Regions from separate parts of the Mus musculus genome. Here region 1 is linked to region 2. A link is a contact called in public promoter capture Hi-C data. All regions are on one chromosome and are shown on one strand. Each heading gives the region's core, a stretch centred on a gene start, on an enhancer-like site or on the middle of the called end of the contact. The rest is flanking DNA. Distances are from core to core; before and after follow the strand shown.

Region 1 (7,677 bases), core at 772-3,271, 410 kb after region 2:
GATTTACAATCCCTTTCATTCTAATAAAACACTAAGAATCTGCCAGCCCTCAGGATCTGTTCTCTAGTAGACAGCAGGCACCTAAGGTCTCCGGTGATTAGTTTTCTTCTCATGGTCTCTCTCCAGCATATCAGGCCCTATTTAGTACACAGCTACAAGAGTATGCTACAGAAAACACTTACCTAGTACCTGTAGTTTCATAGTCTTATTAAATGCCTTTCACTTAAGAACTAATTTATTAGTCGGCTACCCAAACTGGAAAATGTCTTCCAAATATGAATGAAAAGCTTGTCCAACTAGCAGAGGCAAATTTCAAGCCCATATGTAAATGCTTTGATCTCTCCACTTCACATGCCATTGGATACAGTATGTTTGTTAAATATAGGTCTATGTAGCCTCTGGAATGTATTTACTGTGACTGGTTGTTGGGAACAGGCTTTCCTTCCTTTCCATTTAGAATCTTGGTTTTCAGTGTTAAAGAAGTGGAGTTACGTATTTCAGCACATTAATTTTGAAAATGTGTATTTTTCTACCTGAGATGACATAGAGATTTAATGTTAAAAGTGATTCCCACCCTTAAGAAAATGAACAAATATGCATTATTTACCATAAAAAGGAGTAAAGTTTCATGACAAGATACACGATTTTGGTACATACTGACCTCAAAGGACCTACAAGACACAAACAAGAAAACAGAAATTCAAGAAAAATGGCAAGTAAGTAGTCTAAGCAATGAACGAGTGCACTCGTGCAGACTGAAGTCCTGGATGGAGAGCTCCAGGTAAGCTTCCAAGTGTCCATCACAGGTAGCACTGGAAGGGCCGGAAGGGTATTCTAGCAGCATTTGCCTGGGCAAAGCCCGGTCAATATGGGAAAGCAAACTTATGGAGTCTTGCTAAGCTGAGCTAATGCGCACTCCATAGGAACAAGATTGTGGTATTATTACTCTACGTAAAGGAAGAACAGGTACTAGAGAAGCCAGAGACCAAGCAAATAATTTAAGAGCTGTTACATAGCCCTTAATAGTTACAAATCCTTTTTATGAGGTCTCTTGTTTTTATCTACATACCATTTCTACTTTATACCCAAGAAACACCAAAAAACACACGGTGAAATCCTAGGCATGTATCACCTGTAGTGTTTTTTTAAACAATCAAGGAACGATACTACAGGAAAGTCCGGGCTTTGCAAACCCGGGACAGGAAGAGTCTCCAAACAAACAAGTGCCCCCTCGGTGCACCCCGACTGTTATTATAACAGCACACCCAAGTGTGAACTGAGCACCTGTACAAACACTTGGGGACAGGTGTCCTGCACATGAAGGGGACAGATAAGTGACAAGGGAAAAGGAGTGAGAGAAACACTGCCTCCGGGATGCCTAAGAGCAAGGCAGAGGGGAGAAGCCGATGCACCGGGGACGAGCGAAGACCCGCGGCGCGGGCCCCGGGTGCCCCCTGCCACGTTCTGCAAACGCTGGCGGAGCGGACACTCGAACGCGCGAGGGAATGAATGGCCGGCCAGGCGCCGGCGCAGGAGGAACCGGTGACTTGCGACGCCAGCGGCGGGACTCGGAGGCAGGGCCGCGGGCGCCCCGATCGGCGCGCGACGGAGCGCCGGGTGTGGAGCGGGAACGGGAGGTCACGCGTTACATAACCCGGCGGCCGGAGGCGCAGGGGCGACGCGGCGCGGCAGGCAGGAGGCCTCGCGGCAGCACCGCGAGCCCCCGGCCTCGGCGCCTCGGGCCGCTCGTGCGGCGGAGGCGGGGACGGCGGAGGCTCGGTACCCCTCCCCCACCCGCCGGCCCGGGGGTCGCTCACCTTCCGCGCCGCCCCAGGCCACCATGCCCGGGCCCAGCCGCTTCCTCGGGCCTCGCGGGCGCCGCCGTCGTTCAGTGTCCTCCCCGCGGCTGAGGGGAACGCCGGGGAAGGCAACCGGTCAGGCGGCCGCCCAGCCGCACCGCACCGCACCGCGGCCCACGCTCCCTCAGTCGCTGCGCCCGCCTCGCGCCTCCGCGGCAGCTCCGCCCCTCCCCCGCCGCTCCTCTGGCGCGCGCCCGGCTCCCCCTCCCATCCACACCGCGGCCCGCTGGCCCGGCCCCGCACGCACTCACCGGGCGCGGCGCACGCGCGCTGCTCGCGCCCGGCCCGAGGCGACCCCGGCCCCGCCCTCCTCTCGCGCCGGCGCCCGCGGGGAGGGGGGGTGGAGAGCAGCGCCTCGGCTGCACGTGACCGTGCGGCTGGCTGGGCGGAGGTGGCGCGGGACCCGCCGCATCACCACGCTGCCTCCCGCCGGGGCCGGCTAGCTAATGGTGCTGCAGCGACGCGCAGCCGCGCCCCGCCGTGCCCCGCCCCGCCCCGCCCCGCCCGGGCTCCCCAGCCGCCGCGGAGGGCGCGGGTGCCGGGACTAACCGGGTAGACGACCGCGCAGGGTCGGCCGAGGCGCGAAACGCGTCGCCGCACCGCGCTCCGATTGATGTGCGGCGCCACCTAGCGGCGGCCAGGACGCTCACAGGCTAGCACATGCTCGGTCGGCGAGCGGAGAACCGCGGCCCACACGGGTCTGCGGGAATGCCAGGTCACTTGCTGGCAGCCAGCTAGGCTGTGTCCAGACACGACGTCCCTCACAATCTTACCACTGCCGGTCCTGTGCTCTACCTGCCTTTCCCACTTGCAACACACAGACCTGAAGAAAATTGCTTTCCCTTGTGATGGTTAAAAACAAACAAACAAAAACAAAAAACCAGCAGCTACACAATTTATTCGTGGATGTTAAATACACCTAGCAAAAAAGAAAAAAAACAGTCTCTTAAGGCCCATTTCCCCCGCCTCTGTAGTGTCTGTTCAATGGGAGACTGCATGGTTATTGTGATAGTCTTTATTGTTGGAATGCTCAAACATTAAGCCAACCAACTCCTCGCCCTAGACTGAACACTTTTGTTCCTTCCCCACCTTAAGACTTTTGAAAGGAGTTTGCAGGCACTTAGAAAACAGTAGTACTCTTTTTAAAACTGACTTTGCAAACCTGAGGTTCCTTTCCCAGAGAGACAGGAGATAATCGAAATCTCTCTCTCTCTTTCTGTGTATGTATATGTACATGGGAAATATATATATCTGTCTCGATTTTAACCTCTCCCCCTTTGCTCCACTTGCTCGCTCTCCTTTATGAATTCAACTTCAGTATTCCCTCCCAGCTCTGTTTCTCTGGACCCACAATTGAAGAGCTAGATACAGTGTAACTGCAGGAGTTTCAGAACGAGCTGCAACACCACCAGCTTGTGTTCGGAAATACCGCTGGGCGGGAAATGAGGCTTGTGAGGAGTTTTGAAAAACTGTCTCTACACAGCAGTTATTTCCAATGAGAAAAACACCAAAACTTTATTTTTGAGACTGAAAAATAACTTGTGAATACTTTTCCTCTTCTTTCATAATCAAAGATTACTTTTTCTGTATTTTTCTCAAGCAAATAAACAAACTGTCCCATCCTCGTTTGCTTTCTTTTGCTGCAACAAACATTATTACCAAAAAAACAACTTAAGGAGGAAAGGGCCTATCTCACCTTACAGTTTACAACCCACGGGGAAGGGAAGTCAGGACAGAACCTGGATGCAGGAACTGAAGCAGAGACCACTCAGGAGCCCTGCTCACTTCACTGGCTTGCCTCTAATGGCTTGCTCCTCTATTCCTGATACAACTAAGGCCACCCACCCAGGGTGGGCACCGCCCACAGTGGGCTGGCCCATCCCACATCAATCATCTGTCCCACAGACTTGTCCACAGGCCGATTCTGATAGAGGTGTTTTCTCAGTTGATGTTCCCTCTTCCCAGATGACCCTAGCTTGTGTCAAGTTGAAAGAAAGTGGAAAGAAGATGTCTTTCTCTGTAAAACAAACAGAACCGAGAGGCGAGAAGAAATAAACGGTAGATAAATTCTAGAGTCTGTGTTACGAACAAGTTTGCCCAGGGTTTATTTTTATCTACTTCAGAAAGTTCTTATTTTAACTTTATTGTCAAGATTCACTTGCCCATCTATTTATTTTTATAAAGTCTATATTTTTCCTTATCGAAGGCGAGCTAGGCTTTGGAGACAGCACCTAAGATGACCCATCTGGGCCCCACACTTGGGAATCCTTGGGGGAGCTGTACCTTTTCACTCCTTTCCTAAGCTTCATTAAAATTGATTTTTTAAAAAAATTTAATCATTTCTGACACCTTAAGAAGCCCGTAAGAATGCAGGTCAATGGCCCTTTTAGGGTTATGAATAAAAGGACATGAATTCTGCTACACATTCACTTGGCCTCTGGCAGTAAATTCCATATATATATACTTTTAAAGTTTGTTCTGGAACCCCTGACAGTGGTCTGTTCACAGTGACTTACATGGCCAGGTAGTGCTTATTATTACAAAGCATTCCATCCATTATGCTGACAGATGAAATAATAAGAGGGCGTGGCTCAAGCCCACGTGAACGGAGGGTGTTGAAAGCAGAGTTGGTTTGCCAGGACTTAACACTCTCAAACATACATTCAGGTTCGTATTTAACCAACACAGTTCACAACATTCATTGTGACCCAACGAGTAATCAGTCATATGGTACACCCTGTATGCCCGTGGCCAAACATATTGATTTCCTGTCTTTAAAAAGCTTTTAGTGTGGTGAGAGGCAACAGCTGCAGGCTAGGCTCAGGGCTACCATCTGAGGGCAATCTTGCAGGCACAGTGGGAACCTGCGAGGAAAGTTGCAGTACGGACTGAGAGGTTGGTTCTGTTAGGGAAACACCGGAGCCACATGGGCGAGGAACGGAGACCAGGGAACATTCTAGAAACTGTGAAACATGAAGCCGAGAGTGGCATAGGCTAGGAAGGCAAATGGAGGATGGGAGAATGAAGAGTTCTGTGAAGTATGGTGATCTGTCACTCTGCAGCTGTGAGAGGCACTGAGGTCTTGTCATAGTCCAGGTTAGCCAGGACATGGGTTTTGCCAAACACTACAATGAAAGGAGAAAGAGACAAAGATGTTGGTGGCAGAGGCAGCAGAGTTATATTGACTCAACACGGAACCTAAGCCGAGGAAGAAAAGGGACTTGCCTGGGGTGGTGGGATTAGTCAAATGATAATTCTGGTTGGTGGGTGGTAAGAAACCTTTCAAAGGATTTTGAGTTAGGCACTAGCGTGTGATGATTGTTGGAGTAACTTTTCTTCACTTTGTGTAAAGGTGTGTCTTTGTATTTTCAGCTAATTCTGTACTGGCAGAAGGCTAAATGCTGGCAGGATATCGCTAATGTCATTTCCGTGGCCCATCACCGGCCTTATATTCCTAAGTATATAAATTCCACACCTGTTCAGATACTTGAAGGTCGGGCAACCTAGAGGCAATCTAGAATTGTTATCAGAGGTTATCTCAATGCTGATTGGTTGTAATAAAGAGCTGACAGCCAATAGCTGGGCAGGAAGTAGGGGGTGGAACTTCCAGGCAAAGACAATGATAAAGGGAAAGAAAGCAAAGCTGCAGCCAGTCACGTGGCAGATCGTTGGCACGTAGTCCAGTTAAATTAGATAAGCTAGCTGGAAGATGGCCCAAGCAAAAGGCCTAAGCTTTAAACTGCCTAGAAGACTTCATGTCATTATTTACAGTGCAGGTGGGTCTGAGAAAGCCTCGCTATAGATACAGGATGGAGGATGAAGTCATTGTAAAGGAGAAGATCAACTATATGAAGGGCCAGAGCAGAGAAGGTTCATCTCCTTACAGACTGAAATCATCAAGAGTCGGAGGCGGGGAGCAGGCTTAGGGGGTCAAGAACTGGCTACACAACCATGAGGAACTGAGGTCAAATCCCTAACACCCCTTAAATAAAAGCTGGGGAGGGATGGGTGCTTGCCTGTAATCCTAGCACTCAGAAAGTAGAGACAGGATTTCCAGAGAAGCTGAGTAGTTAAACTGTCAAAAAGAGTGAACCCCAGGACTGGAAACAGTGACTCAGAGAATCATATTGATGACATCAAGTGAGAAGACTGACTATCATCCAATGTATTGAATTCTAATACAGTGATTATTACCCTACTAACCGGGGTTCTCAAACTCTCTCTGTTCTTAGCAATAATGGCTCAATGCATTTTTTTCACATCATCCATATGCCAAAATAAATATAGGCAAATAAATAAAGGCACATAAGTATAGCATAACAGCTTGGCAACTCATTGGGCAAAAAAGTAATATACTTAAAACCCAGACTAAGATTTTTATTAACTAATGGGACATCTGGAGCCACTGGTCAATGTACCACTTCTCAAACTTGGGACTATGGGACAATCTCACTATTTTTCCAATGCTACATTGGCAGGAACATGTCAGGCACACTGCTCTACACTTAATAGTCTATCATAGTGAAATGGATAGTTTCCTCACCACAAGTGGAATGACCTGGTTGAGTGGTAACAGCCAGGTGTTTTCCTTAGTAAAATATAAAAATATATTTTCCTCTATATAGGCTGCTAGTTGACAATGCTTTTACCAACCTTATGTCCTTAACCATCAACTTGTCACCTAATGAATGATTCAGCCTCTATTGATAATCATGGTCTCAATCAACTATTCTATTGAGTTGCAAAGGATGGCTTTCTAATTACACATTCCTGCTGTGTTTGTTGTCTGACATTCTTCTTTAAAGAATTTGCATGGTGGAGCACACCTTTAATCCCAGCACTAGGAAGGCAGTTTGTTTTGTGTTTTGTTTTTTGTTTGTTTGTTTTTATGTTTTTTAAGACAGGGTTTCTCTGTGTAGCCCTGGCTGTCCTGGAACTCCGTCTGTAGACCAGGCTGGCCTCGAAACTCAGAAATCTGCCTGCCTCCGCCTCTCAAGTGCTGAGATTAAAGGCATGTGCCACCAATGCCCAGCTTGGCAGATTGTTTTTAAAGTCATATGTAACTTTAATTTGTTCAAACTTTATTTTTTGTGAGGGTTCTTAAACACTTTAACCTCCCTTCTAGCCCACCAACCCCAGGGGTAGTGTAAAAGAAAGGATTCAGGGGAAGTGGCCCTTTCAAGTAATGGTTCTTTGGAGCAAATCCATCTGCATTGTCAGGCATATAGGTCTGCAGTGGCAGCTTGATCCATTCTCAGACATTTCATAGATATATACCAATAGTCTAGTTCGGTAGACTCGGGCTAATAAACACGAATCAGCATTGGTGGCACTACCTAGCAGAGATAGCCAGGTCTCAGCCTGAGCACAAGTCTGCAAGAGGGACCAGGGCCACAGGAATGCCAGCAAAAGTTCTTGGTTGTGCCTCTCTCTCAGCTAAGTGAACATCTGCAAAGACGAGAGACCAACAAGCATTGCACAGCTAGCTCTATAAGCAAGCCTAGCTCAGGCCCCATCACTGTCCATCCAGTCTTTTTTAAGCTCTCTCCAAACATCACGCGTCCTCCACAGGTCTTTCCACAGCATGTTCTCCTGTCTCAGCTGACACCACTCTGACAATCAACCTGAGCCCAAGAAGCCACAGCACACCACCAGAAGCTTTTCCGTGTGTTTCTCTTTATGGAGTCCCAACAAATGGAGCTCAATGATGCAATGTAAGGCAGACCAATACATGTGCATTGTTAGCAAAGCATCCTGCATCACGTGTCCTTTCACGTGTTTACTTTAGCAGAACATCTTCCTCCTGTGTCTGCTTCCG
Region 2 (7,900 bases), core at 3,599-6,098:
TATGTGTGTGTGCATGCATAGAGATGTGTGTGTGTGCATGCATAGAGATGTGTGTGTGTGCATGCATGTGCATCTGTGCTTGTGTGTGTGTGCATGTGTAGGTATGTGCATGTGTGTATGTGCATCTGTGCATGTAGACATATGTGTGTGCATGTGTGTGCGCACCACATTCCTATTCCATGGGAGCCCGAGGTCACAGGCTTCTAAGCAGTCATGCAGAAACCAAAGCCTGACCTCCTCATTGGCTTGGACTTCCTGCTTTGGGAAAGCAAAGTCCCTTCGACATTTCCATGTCCCACAACTCACTGTATCTTTCTAACTGTTTCTTGGAGACTGTGCGTACCACAGCTAATGGGCCTGGGGCCTCCCACAGACAAGAGAATTTGGAAGCAGAACTTAAGAGGCAAATATTTCTGGAAGTTCTTCAACTGCATACATTTAAAGATTGGTCCCAAACACCACAGTTAGGTAAAGGCCTGAGGAGCTGATAGCGTTCCATGCCTTGCCTCCCCAAAGGCTCTTTCCTTCTCTCTTTTCACCAAAAACATCATCACAAAAGCCCCTTGAGACTGCCTCCTCCCAGGGATCTCTTCAGGAATGCTGTCGGGATTTCCAAGGTTGGTGGTTGATGCTGACGCACCCGAGTGAGCTTTCATCTCCTTCAGCTCACTACTAAGGTTGCAGAACACCGACGAGGCACCTTGGGATGGTGAGCTGGAGCACCCTTAAAGCAATCTGAAGCGTTGTCCAGATCACACCCATGTGTGATTCTCAGGACCTCCTACCTGACCCAAATGTTCAACGCTGTTTTCTGGATTCGGTGAGAATCATGAACAGGGTCTGATGAGAAGTCACCGTTTCCTTTCAACTTAGAGACAAGAAGAGCCCAGTGGGCCCGGCCCCCTTGCTGTCCTACCTACAGGTGACACTGCCAGTACCTCAGGTCTCTCAATAGTGAAAGAGATGTGTACAGCAGCCACACAAACCACTGGCTGGTCCAAAGGATGCTTTGAGCAGGTCTCTGGCTCTTTCTCACATTCATATGGCTAAGTCCACTGGAAGGCTCATCTCTTCCAAGAACCTTTGCCTTCAACACCTTGCATGAACCCAGCATGAACAGAGGCCAGGGCTCACATACACAGCACCAGCCCTCCTATGGGCAAGCCTTGCTCCCTCGATGACTCCTAAGCCCTCTGAACTGTTACAGGCTTTTCTGCCATTCCTCAATCTCATCATAATAGATGAGAGTACCAAGTACACTGTGGCTCCTTTAGACAAAGCAGCCACATTAATTCATGGAAATTAACAAGTCCAGCGCGTGTAACCTGCAGCTTTACCCATAAACACAGAGACAGGGATGGGGAAGCACCTTCTTGTTTGCTCACTCTTTTCCTTCCATCTCCCAACCCCATGCCACTTTCTCCAGGGACAGTGGAGTAGGGTGATTACATTTTAAATAAATCAAGGCAGTATATGGTTTCCAACCACGTACCACAACGTGTAATGATCTAGTCAGGACAACTGGAATATCCAGCACCCCAAGTATTTAATTATTTCTTTGCATCGGGAACACTCACAATATTCTCTTTTTGGATTCGAAACATATATTGTAACTTATTTTTACCTATAGTCACCTGGCTGTGTCAGAACATGTTGCCCTCATAGAATAATATAATTTGTGTTTATGTTCCCTTCAGAGATCAGTGACAGAGCCTAGCTGTCTCAGCCTAAAGTTCTGGTGTAAGCTTGTGTTCAACTACAGAAGAAACCACCTAAGAAACATTCCTGGCCCCAGGTATGGAAAAGCTCTTCAGGTCCTGGGATGGGGAGATTGGGAAAGATCCCCTGCTCCAGGAACCTCTGAAAGGTTGAGAGGGAGGCCGCAAGCACAGGAAGCTTCGGCCCAGCTTCCTGTGTGCAATGTTGGGAAAAGGCTGCCCAGAAATGCAAAATGGCAACCTGGTGTGGCAGTACCACACGACACAGTTCCTGGGCAGGTTAGCAGCTACCTTATAGAGAGAGCTTGATGAAGCCTTAGGGGAAGGAGTTCTGATAGCCAATGCAAAGACCAGCTAAATAATATCAGAAGAAACCCTAGCCAGGAAACCAACGTAGCATGGGGGTGGGGGTGGGGCCGAGGAGGAGGGACTCCCTGGGGAACAGCAAGATCAACACACAAGAGGCAACCTCCCTATGTCCAGATTTCACTGTGGCTTTTTCTAGTGCCTGGACACCACTTCAACAAGGAGGTTCCTAAAGAAGGACTTGGGGAGCAAGCTGCTTTCAGCTACACAGTGATTGAAATATCACTTAAATTCAGCCCAAGAAAAACTAGAAGTGAGTATACCAAAAAGGGAGCCAGGACATTCTGTCTGGGCCACAAAATTAAATACACATCAAAAAGCTGCACCCCTTCACAATAAACGCACAACAGGAGATGTATCTACCCTTCCCCGACCTCCCACCCCCACCCCCCAATGCAGATGCTTCCGCTGGGTCTCTTTACAACACAAACAATATTTATAAGACTACCTGCCTGGGCTAAGTTCCAGGCGGAAAGCACATAGTCTTGCCAAGTCAAATGCAGGCCTACTAGGCCATCCAGACAACTTAGCCCACGGGAGGGCCCAAGCAGTCACAGTCTCCCTTTGTAGCTGAGAACTCTCCCAGAGCTGGCTACTATGTAACATTCCGGCCGTGTAACAACATACTACAGTCTGCGTGGTTTATAAACAAGAGAAGTTTGCTCCTCACAGTTCTGGGAGTCTAAGATCCAAGCATCCCAGCATCTGGTACCCGGTGAGGGGTTGTTTCCTGACTCACAGATGCAGCCAAAGGAGGGAAGAAGCTTTCTGGAATGTTGATTATAATGCGCCCTAATTCAGTGCAAGGGGCACTATCTCATAAAACCACCATCACCTCAGAGCCTCCAGGATAGAAATCTGGAAGTGGGCACACACGCAGTATGCTATCACTTCTCTGCTTCTCCATAAGGGCAAGCTGAGACTCGAGGCACGATTAGATAAGGCCCAAAGAACCACGCTGAGCATTGATGCTCCTGGCTCAACTATCCTAGCAGCCAACCCACTACACGCCAAACCCATTTGCCAGCTCCTGCAGCATGGCCCTGAAGCAGCTATGGATGGATACTACCCTTATTGGATACTACACTGATTCTATAAATGGAAAAGGGCTGCTGGAGAGACAGAAACAAATCTAGAACCTTAGAGAGAAAGACAAATGCCTCTCTGGTTAAAAAAAAGAAGAAGAAAAATCAGTCATGTTACTAGAAATGTTAAATGCAACATTTTGAAGCATTTAAAACAAATATGAAAACCCATGATTTACAAAATACCTCAATTTTAAGTAAAGGACAGAACCAGTCTTTCTGATCTCTCGGCCTTGTCTCATGCTCCGATTTGGACCGGCACAACCCTAGAATTCAGAGTGGAACGCAGCGCAGCTCAACGCGGGGGTGGGGTGGGGGGCAGACATCTTCAGCCACCCGCACTGAACTTCGTCTCCATCATTTTATAATCTCAAAGAGCTAGCTCTCAGGTGATCCCTGATCCTCATTCATCTCAGGTGCACGTCTGGCATGACCCAGCTCCCAATGAGTATCAGGGCTGAGATTCTATTTCGTGGTTGCTATGTATTTAGGTAAATGGAAGGAAGTCCCAGCCTCCACCAAAGGAGGGGCTTACTTTAAAATAGTTCTGGAAGGTGCGAGGGCTCCCAAGAGAGCGACAAACAACACAGGTGCCTGTCTTCCCACTTGGATTTTCTGGTTCATTTCTGACACAATGCCAACTGGCCACCTGCAGGCCACAAGTCCAGTCACACCTCGGCCTTCCTTTCCCCTTGCATTTCAAAAACAAAAACAAACAAACAAAACAAACAAAAACAAAACAAAACAAACGCTTGCTCATTTGAGTAACTACCCCGCCTCTCAGCAGTTGTACACCTACCTACCTCATACTGAAAACGAAGTCCTGCCGGTTAGTAAATGACTGCTCAGCAAATATTTGTTGATTCAAATTCTGATTATGTCTAAGATTAAACTCAGACTCCCCTCTGGTGGCTTGTAACCTAAGCCCCAAGCCTGTTAAATAAACCATGACCCGAAGCATAAGGAAGACAGCCTGTGTGTCCACCGTCTCCCTCTCCGTGGCCCTGGGAGACAGACGCGATTATGCTCTGGTACTAAGAACTGAAACGCGGGCAGCAAGCCCTGTCCCCCCCCCCCCCCCCCCCGTTTTCTTAGTGTTAAAACTGGTTAAACTGCTCAGCTCTGCCTCACATTTCAAAGTTAAGTCCAGCAAAGCGCTCAGAGGAAAACTTTGGGCACTTGCGCGTCTGGCTTCTCTCGGCCCCACCGACCATAGTGTCGTGGACGTGGCCCCCACAGGGGTGGCGTGGGTACCCTTCACGTCCAAAGGGCCCTGGGCTACCTGAGCTCTTCTCGCCACTACCTCCCCAGCTCCACGACAGGACGCGACTTCGGGAACGCGTCAGACTCTCACCCCCAACCCAGCTCCCTCCAACCTCCCTGGGTCTGCGCCCCACGCATGCTGCGTGGCCACGCCATTTCAGACTGTCCCAGGTACCTGGCACTGGAGCGTGGCCGTGTTTGGCGAGCGTGCCGGGAAGGGCTCAGTCCGCGGGGACAAGCGGGGGCTGCTCTGCCGGGGTGCACCCTGACCCCCGGCCGCAGCGTCGAGGGCCGGCGGCGCCGCGCAGCAGGTGGCGGTAGGGCGCGGGTAGCGCGGGGTCTGCGGCCGGGGGATGGACGCGGACGCGGGCGCGACCCTCGGGCGGCCGCGCTGGCCCTGCGCTGGGCGCGCGCTCCCGGCTCCCGACTCGGCTGCGCGCGGCCCGGCGGGGGCGGACGCGGCTGTTCCGCTCTGCTCAGCTCTGCTCCGCGCCGCCCAGGCCCGCGCGCCTCCCCCGCGCCGCTCCCGCCGGGCACGCGGGACCCTGGCCACCCCACGTGGCGGCGCTGCAGAGCTGGGAGCTTGGCTGGCTCCTGCCTGCGCGAGGTCCGAGGGCTGGGGGACCACCGCCAGGACGAGGACGCTCACGATCGCGGCTCCTGCGCGCCACCTCCCTGTCACCCGAGCCTCGGAGAGTGGGCGCCCGGGTGGCAGGGAGGAACGTGCGCATACGGATAAAAAGTAAAAGTTGTTTCATAACCTTGTGGGTCCGAGCGTCTGAGGGCTAATGAGGGAAGCTGCCGCCCCGTCTCTAGGTGAATCATTGCTGTGGCACTGGCAAGTGTGGGATAAAAAGCTGAAGGAGACGTCTCAGCTTCGGTCCCCACCCCTACATCTAACAGAGGAGCTGGCCCATTTGGGGAAGGAGCGGGCTGCCCCCCCCCCCCCCCCCCCCCCCCCGGCTCCTCAGCTAAGCTACCTACAGAGAGAGCCCTCTTTTGGCCTGCTGACACTGCCATGGTCAAGGGGTGAAGTACAAGGAATGTCAGCTGAGCCCCAGCAGGACGCCCAGGCTGCAGTAGCAGGAGCCCCAGGTAGAAAAGAGAATTCTCCCATCAGACAGTGGCACTGGGGTGGAGTGGTTCCTGAGTTCTGACTTCCGCAGCGATGTTAAGAGTGCCACTGTCAGATCTAGAGGAATCCATACTCCACCGTTGAGCCTTGGGGCTGATATCTTGGGACCAGGGACGCAGAGAAACCCAAGAAGCACACACTTGCACCTCTATCTTGAAAAGCGGACTTTAAAATTAGACCAAAATCCCAAACAAAATAGGAAAGAACCTGGCGAGAGATCTCATTTGGTTGGGTACATGAAAGGAAGTTAGTTGCCTTTTTAACTTTTGGGTGTAATCGATCCCTTTGGTTCAAGCTAGTCACTTAAAAGTCTCCTTTGATGGTTAAATGAAATTAATTCCCTCAAAGAACATAAACAAATCATGAATCAGTCTCCTAATTGACAACCACTCACAGTGAGCAGGTGACTCACAGAGGAGCAAATGAATTGCTTAGGTGTGTGTTTGCCTTGTTTGAAATCCTCAAACTAAACTGAACAACTACAAGCAAGCCTGTGCCTTCACCCACCCACCCTAAGCCTGCTGTTGCTTGCTGTTCAGATCAACACGTATTCTGCACGGCTGTAACCGCTAAATATTTATTGACTCCGTAAATTGCCTTTCTAACCTAAGAATTTTTGTTTCCAGAGTATCAGAAGCCTCTGGCTTTACTTGTGTGTGCTTGTGGGTGGCTTTTGAAGTTCCTGGAGGGTTTCAGAGGACAAAAAAACCCAGAGGATCTTGGTGATTAGCTAAGGCTGAGAACACAGTGTCAACACCCAAAATAGAAAGTGGTTGGGAACTCGATGACTAGGTTGGCAACAGGGAAAACTAAGGAGGAACTGTGAGGAGGAAGAGCTGCCTACAGGAGACTCCCAGGGACTTCCTTCTCGGACAACTCTGGTCCTCAAAGCTGCTGTCCTGGCGGCTCTTCTCCTTATTTCTGTCACCAAGCCTTCAAGCCAGTTGAGAAAATGCTATTGTATTCAAGTAAGGCTTTATGGAACTTCAAGGAAAGTTTCTTTTTTTCTTCTTCTTTCAATTTTTTATTAAATATTTTCTTTATTTACATTTTAATTGTTATCCCAAAAGTTTGCAAGGCCAAGGGGCCTCTCTTTCCACTGATGGCCAACTAGGCCATCTTCTGCTACATATGCAGCTAGAAGAAAGGAAACAGTTTCTTAATGCCAGCAGCAACCACCGCACAGCCGAGATCATAGGGTTAAGGCGCTTTCTTTCCAGCTGCTACAAAGTCTCTCTTAGCTATCCCCAAACACCCTCTTCCAAGGGAAGAGACCCTATTGACAAGACAGAGGAGGCAACGCTGCTCCTAAGCCCATTATCTCTGTCTGGGGATCTGTCATTGTGAAAAGTTAGATGCTGTTCCAAGCCATGGGCAAGCAGGGGCCCAGTGAAGGCTTCAGTCCCTAGCAGAACCCTGAACAAAGATACACCGTTGTCATCATGCTACGAGTGAGGTGCCCACGTGCTCTACACAGTCACAGTAAGTGGTGGAGAGAGAGTCTGAACCCACATCCATGGTTTTTGTTTTTTGTTTGTTTGGGTTTTTTTTTTTTTTTGAGTGTTGATTCTTCCCTTTTAATTTTTAAAAACTGGATATTTTATTTATTTACATTTCAAATGCTATCCCCTTTCCCAGTTTCCCCTCTAGAGCAGGGCTATCTCTCTCAATGCGGCCTCTGACCCTGACAAGGAAAGAAAAAAATAAAAAAGAAGTGTTCAATTTAGAAAAGGAGACAACTTTCCTACATACAGAGAGAAGCCTCCTTCAGGGCGTCAGAAAGCAACATTTTAAAAAAAGCTTTTCCTGTTTAAAGTATTTCTATTTCCTTTTCTGCTCAATTATTCCTGTCTTGGTTGGTTTGTGGTCAACTTGACACAAGCTAGAGTCATCAGGGAAGAAATATCTTCTATTGAGGGAGTGCTTTCCTGCATGTATGCCCGGAGGCATTTTCTTGATTGATGATTGGTTGATGTGGGAGGGCCCAGGAAAGTGTTGGTGGCTGTGATCTCAGAAAGCTGCCTCCCTGTTTGAGTGTAATGACTGGAGATTGAATCCCTGGTCCTTCAAAAAATGCTGGTCAAGATGGTGGCCTCTCACCTGGAATCTCAGCCCTCTTCCAGAAAGCCAAGACAAGGGGCCCTCCAAAAGCTGCCTGGCTGGGCTACCCCATATTATCAGGTTCTGGGCTCAGCTGAAAGGCCCTGCCTCAACAAATAAGACAGAGAGCAATCAAGGAAGACTCCCAAAGTCTTCAGACTTCTACATATACACACATGCATGTGAACCTCCACACGCATGCTAGCATACCTACATGCACCAAAATTTTTTTT

What was found. Promoter capture Hi-C pulls out the DNA fragments that hold promoters and counts their contacts.
Region 1: a contact with region 2 is called in a promoter capture Hi-C map of embryonic stem cells, with 5 times the contacts expected there. The contact joins the promoter of Rev1 here to the promoter of Cracdl in region 2. A contact is called at or near these places in 7 of 39 promoter capture datasets (the SN4741 cell line, embryonic stem cells, hippocampal neurons and 3 more) and 1 of 9 other capture datasets (macrophages).

Annotation. Positions count from the first base shown.
Region 1 is chr1:38,127,645-38,135,321 of GRCm38.p6, forward strand. It overlaps Rev1 (REV1, DNA directed polymerase), which reads right to left and starts at 2,022. Exons shown (of 23, transcript NM_019570.4): 1 at 1,818-2,022. It overlaps Gm5099 (predicted gene 5099), which reads left to right and starts at 4,439. Exons shown (of 6, transcript NR_151587.1): 1 at 4,439-4,526.
Region 2 is chr1:37,714,963-37,722,862 of GRCm38.p6, forward strand. Cracdl (capping protein inhibiting regulator of actin like) reads right to left here and starts at 4,849. Exons shown (of 10, transcript NM_028096.1): 1 at 4,608-4,849.